2 separate regions of the Zea mays genome follow, and region 2 is linked to region 1. Evidence: chromatin contacts called from public Hi-C data. All regions are on one chromosome and are shown on one strand. Each heading gives the region's core, a stretch centred on a gene start, on an enhancer-like site or on the middle of the called end of the contact. The rest is flanking DNA. Distances are from core to core; before and after follow the strand shown. Region 1 holds the start of LOC100285096. Region 2 holds the start of LOC542460 (CK2 protein kinase alpha 2).

Region 1 (3,177 bases), core at 253-2,752:
CCGCCGGCGTCTTTGACGACGAAGCCCTTCTGGACCCTGGCATTGGTGCCGCGGTCGCAAAGGACGATCTTGCCGGCCACCTTCTCCGGGATCAGGCTGCCGGACATGCAGAGCTGGCCCATGCTGCTGTTGGACGCGTTCCCCGCGTAGATGAAGGGCATCGGCGTGGTGGGCAACGGCTTGCCGCTGTACAGGGACACCCCCGTGTAGTTCTTGCCGTTGCCGAGCGTGACGTAGGCGGGGAAGTCGCGGTCGATGGTCCCGGCGCCCACGGTGGTGATCCACGGCGCGCCGTTGGACAGCGTCGCGGCGCCCGGGCCGGCATTGCCCGCGGAGCAGGACACGAAGATCCCCTTCTCCATGGCGCTGAAAGCGCCCACCGCGATGCTGTCGCGGTAGTACTCCGCCGTGCCGCCGCCAAGGGAGAGCGAGAGCACGTCGACGCCGTCCGTCACGGCGACCTCCATGGCCTTGAGGATGTCGGAGCTGAAGCACCCGCCGACCCAGCACACCTTGTACGTGGCGACGCGGGCGCGGGGCGCCATGCCCTTGGCCGTGCCGGCAGCGTAGCCGAGCAGGTCGGCGCCCTGGACGGCGCCGCCCGCCGCGGTGCTGGACGTGTGCGTCCCGTGGCCGTCGTTGTCCCTCGGCGACCGGGATTCCTTGGACGTGTCCACGGGGCCCTTGGCCGCCTCATAGCCCGTCAGGAAGAACCTCGCGCCGATGAGCTTCTTGTTGCACGCGGAGGCGTTGAAGTCGTTGCCGTCCTCGCACTTGCCCTTCCAGCCCGCAGGCACGGGGCCGAACCCGGTGTCGTCGTAGCTCGGCCTCTCCGGCCAGACGCCGGTGTCGAGCACCCCGACGACGACGTCGGTCCCGGTGCCCGACTGCGGGAACAGCGCGTCCGTGCCGTCCAGCCCCAGGAACTCGGGCGTCCGGGTGGTGTGCAGCTCGTACCGCACCTCCGGGTTGACGACGATCACCCCTGGCTGCGACTCCAGCGCCGCGGCCTCCGCGCGCGTCAGCCGCGCCGAGTAGCCGTGGAGGAGGGTGCTGTAGGTGTACAGCACGGTGGCGGCATCCGACACCGCCTGAAGCGACGCGGCGTACCATTCCTCATGCTCCGCGAACTCGTCCGGCATGGCGGAATGGGACATGTGGACGATGTAGGTCTGCCGGCCGTCTCGTCCGGCCACGGCCGCCGACGCCAAGAGCGCGGCGGCGGCGGCGGCGGCCATAGCTAAGATCACGCGTACCTCGCCATGGCGCCGCATTGTGAGTGAGCGAGTGAAGGTAACGGACGGAGTGGCGAATCTTGGCAGTGGAATTGAGCGTGTGAGAGAGGTAGATCGGGGCAGTGGTTTTATAGAATCGAGAACGGGGCCTCGAATGATTGCAACAGGACAAAGGGGAACAGATGGACCGCTGCTTCAGCGGCATCGATCGGACGGGAAGGCGTGACTGCGTGAGTGAGGAGCCGGGTGGAGAGAGAGAGAGATAGACATTAGACCGGGCCGCAGCCCGCAGTGCACATGGCTGGCCGCTTTTAACTTTTGGTTTTTTGGCATCACCGCCACATGACCGTTCCAGGAGCCAAAGATGCTGCTCGCAATCCGTGAAAGTGTTCACTCGTCCAGCGTCCAGTAGCAGCGGTCAAGAGCGGTTGCACATCGATCGTGTCCCCGTTGCCTGCGACCCGGCCCACGAGCCGGAGGACCAGGTAGAAACCGAAACCGGTGTCTGCGACTGCGATCAACGTCTCCACCTCCGTCATGGGCGGCCGCCGGGTTTCTGCCCAAGCTAATCTCTAAAGCCACAAAGAGCGGTTTCTTGAAGCTTTTCAGAGAGATAACGATAGCTTTAGATATAAAACAAGATGATGTCTCGTAATGATGCTGCTACTGCCGGACGTCGATGATGATGGTGGGAGGTGGCGGTGCCGAGCCAGCTCTTGGATGACGGCACGTGAATGAGCTTCTAGTCCCTACTGCTAGAAAACAACAATTCCTTTCGCCGCCATGTTCGGTTGCTGCCTAGCGCACGGCGGAGTCCCACGACTGCATGGGCAAACTGCTCGTCCAGATCGACGCGGACGAACGCCGCCCGGCCCTTTGGAGGAAAGCGAGCGAAAGGCGCCGTGCTTTGCTTCGCCGCGTGACGGTTCACACACTGACACGCACACCTCAGCAGTTCACATTTCACAGTTCACACACGCACATTCACACGCTGGAGCTGGAACGTGGGGGCGGTTCGCGGAAGTAACCGGCGATTTAGGTGCGGGTCTGGAAATGAACGGTGGGCCGCCTGACAATTGGGCTACGGTGGAGTGGTCCACTGGGCCCGAATTAGCCGTAGCCTGTAGGGCATCAGGCGCAGAGTCGAGTTTCGTCGACCGTTGCGGCGGCAGCGAGTTCAGGAAAAAACGATGTCGATTTTGTGTGCCTTGATATCAGATCTGCCCACCGAAACTGCATTGCCAAATAAATCGACTGTGCCTTCAACTTACCTCGGGTGTCGTGTCCAGATGGCCAACTTTGTGCAAGTGGCTTTGCACCATTGCCAGTGGCGCGCCTGCACTGGCGTGCTCTGCTGAAAGCCCACCGCCCCGGGCCATCTCCTCGAGAAATTTGCTATTTTGCCACTCTCGATTTTGGCTGCTTGTTATTATGCCATCCCGTGTCTATGACTGATGGGACCGTCTGTGTCTATGATTTGTGGGTCCGATGGCATACTGGCGAAGCCCACAAATGATAATGGCAAAATTGCCAATGGCTCCATCTCCTGCATGCCTGGAATGAATGGCACAGATGCTTCACGGCGGTGACATGCCACACCGTGCGTATTCATTCATTCATTCGTTCGTGCCGCGACGTGCCGTCGTACGCTACCCATGTCGGCGGCAGCGGTGAACATGAACACCACGACCGAATTTTTTGTATTTTGTCCCTTTCTCAAAAAAAAATTCACGTTTAGACCTTAAAAAATTTTAATGTCATTTTTGGACCCTTTGCTCGGCGCCATAGCCTATGGCACCGACGTAACACATCTCGGCGCCATAGGCTATGGCGCCAAGGTACGTGCTACGATGGCACAACCTGAACGACGTGGCGTCAACGTGGTACCGAGCTCGGCGCCAAGATCTATGGCGCCGAGCTCGGATGTGTAACAACAAAGTAT
Region 2 (3,141 bases), core at 211-2,710, 310 kb after region 1:
CACCCATAAAGACTTAGCAACTGGAATTAGCATGTTTAGTGATCCACGTACCTCGTACTCTCAATTTGGTGAAGAGTTCAGTTGTGCCTTAATTCTAAAAAGAAAAGGTTTCAACTCAGTCCTATCACCGAGAGTCAACTGATATGTCGTTACACTTAATAGACGTGTTTTTGCGGATCAATGCACAATAATCTCAAAAGTCAAAACACTAGGAACTATTTAGCTTAATCCTGTAACTAAAAGAATCCAAAAAATACAACTAAGACCTAATGAACTTTCATATCAGTTTCTATAAACACTAGGACTTAGTTCAGAAACCATCACCTGCTTATATTGCAAGTTACTAGAAGATTAGCTGCACCAAATTGACACAAGTGGAAAAAACTTACCAAGACCTGATAGCAGTAAATCATAACAAAGACTAAAAGGAACGTACACCTTAACCAACCAAGCAAAATAGATAAAATAATTAAATTGTCCTGATAGAGATAAACACCACCATGCCACCAGTACATGGTCAACAACTCAACACTAATTTTTTTGGATAAATGTATAGCAGATATAAGAAGGTGGGGTATAATTCACTTCAGTTTTGAAAATATGGGCTCTATTGTGATATTAGGACCTTCTGCTCCAAATGAACATTCGTACAACATTAGCTGTACACAGATAAAAAGATCATGCTGCTCAACCAGACCATTTAGTCTAGCCAAGATGATCCAAAATCAGCAAGCAAGCCAGACAATACTAACGATCTCACCTAATCCACCGCATGGAGATACAAACGAATCAGCCGAAGCTTAAGCGTGCAAACCGCGCTAGGTGGTGTTACAATCTCTACTATATAACGCACCAGTTTTCCTGGTTCCACAGTTTCAATCGTGTTTGTGCTCCCCAACATTTAAATAATAAAAATGCTAAAATTATGCACAAATAGGGATTCAAATTATAGTTGTTGGCTCTAAACCCAAATTCACACCCACCTAGACAACAGAACACACATGTCTTTGTCTTTTATATTCAATACTTAAGCATAAATGAAAATCGTAACAACGTACAAGCACGCACTTTGCTAGTGTGACGTAACGTAATCACTTACCCCCATTGGACGGTGAGCGCCTCGTAGTCCCAGTACTCCTTGGGACGCAGAACGTTGACGTCGGTGTAGACCTTTGCCTTCGACATGAGGGGCCCGGATCCCGCTGGGGGCGGGGCGGCGCGAGGACGCGGGAGGGCGAGGAAGGAGGACGCGAGCGCCGCTACGACGACGGCAGCCGCGGCAGCGGGCTTGGCGATGCCAGAAGGCAGGCGGTTCCAAGGGGACGCACCGATCATGCAGCGCCCATCGCCGTCGGCGAGGCGGGGCGGGCTAGGGTTTCGGCGGGCGGAAAGGTGGGAGCGACCGTGCGAGACGATGTCACGAGGGAGGAGGTGGAGACGAATTTAGCGTGGCTGCGTGAGGATACCGGTGGACTGGGACCTGGGATGACCGGTCGCTGGAATCTGCTGGCTTTTCGTCGCTATAGGTGATTGTTCGCTGGCGTGGGCCCGACCCTTTCCCTCGGAAGACGCTTTCATACAAGGGCATGCTGTGCTGCCCCGAAGCCCCCGATGCAGGGTCGTGCTGTACCTGACGGTCTATCTAAACATGAACATCTTAATAGATTTTAGATGATTTTTTCTTGAATCTGAATTCATGCTTAACACGTCCTAAAAAAGACGAATCCATACTTAAAAAAGGAAGAAAAAGAAAAACAAGACTGAATTCCTGCTAAACACAACTAAAAGAAGACAAGCTCATGTTTTTTAAAAAAAAGAAAGAAAGAAACGAGCTCGAACTGTCGAACATCACTGAGTATACTGTAGTTGTAGCTACCTATTAACATATGAAAGATTTGCATAAACCAATACCTCCGATTCAAGATGGAAACTGATTTATTTTATCTTAAATCAACATTCCATAACTTCTACACACACACGAGACCAAACTACTATAATTGTTTAGACAACTTACATAAAGTAAAACTATAACTAGAGTACGCATGTGCAGTGGCGGAGCTCCGTAAAATTAACGCTCCGGGCCACTCTACACATATAATGATGTACTACTCCGTCTTTTTATTTTTAGCGTTTTAGTTCAAAATGAACTAGCGGACGATAAATATGTAAGAACGGGGTAGTAACATTTAAAACAATCCAGTGAAACTATGACAGAGAACAATTACTCACAATAGGAGAGAATTACGGGCACATGACAGCAGACAGTCGCTGCCCATTGGCCAGAGAGGCACTTCGCCCTCGCCTATGAATAAGAAAAGAAAGGGAATCAGGTTAAGAAAGTTGTATAGCTTGGAAGAAGATGTAATGGCAGGGGCGAGTTTGCATGGGCGGTGGCGTGGCGCCAGTGCAGGGCGCGCGTGGCTCTGCTGCAGGGTCGTAGGGAGGCTGGAGGGGGACTGGCGGAGGTCGGACCGGTGGTGACAGATGCCTGAGTTAGAGCCTGTCCGGTTGTCTCAGAGGTTACTGCCTTATGCCCTTGCCGGATCCGTGGAGCCCAAAGGCGTGGAGAGTGACTGGAGGGAGGCGGCAGTGCCGCTGGCAACATATGAAGTACAGCCGCACATGTTTGCGAAATAATTGGAAGAGTCTGTGTTTTCGTGACTAGGAGAGGCCGCCAGCGTCAAGCTCAATCGCTGCAAGCAGGATGTCTTTGGAGTCACATTTTTGGGCTGAAATGTATTTTGAACCAAATTTTTTCACTGAAAAAAATATATATACAAGAGGAGTTTTGGGCTGCGCCCCGGGCCACGGCCCAGGTGGCCCGGGGCCCAAATCCGCCCATGCGCATGTGCTTCCATGCCACCTTTGATTATAATAGAGATGTCAATGGGGACCCGATACCCGCTAACCCATGAGAAATTCCCCTATTAGAATACGGTATGGGGCAAAAATTGTCCCAATAGGTATGGATATGGGATAAAATCTCCACCCATTGGGTAAACGAGTATGGGTTTGGGAAGCAATAATCCAAACCCGATTACCCATGGGTATTTCATACGTGTACACCTGTCCTGTTTGTATGAATGAGTTGAGGCCGAGCCGACCACCAAACCCAACACGGCAGCGCACCAGACCCCAGGT

The links. A called contact is a pair of places that touch in the nucleus more often than the background predicts.
Region 2: a contact with region 1 is called in a Hi-C map of tassel, with 2.1 times the contacts expected there. The contact joins the promoter of LOC542460 here to the promoter of LOC100285096 in region 1. A contact is called at or near these places in 5 of 25 Hi-C or Micro-C datasets (ear, endosperm, leaf and 1 more).

The regions. Positions count from the first base shown.
Region 1 is chr1:285,930,357-285,933,533 of Zm-B73-REFERENCE-NAM-5.0, forward strand. LOC100285096 reads right to left here and starts at 1,503. Exons shown (of 1, transcript NM_001157991.2): 1 at 1-1,503. The coding sequence starts at 1,274.
Region 2 is chr1:286,237,423-286,240,563 of Zm-B73-REFERENCE-NAM-5.0, forward strand. LOC542460 (CK2 protein kinase alpha 2) reads right to left here and starts at 1,461. Exons shown (of 10, transcript NM_001112016.2): 1 at 1,100-1,461. The coding sequence starts at 1,335.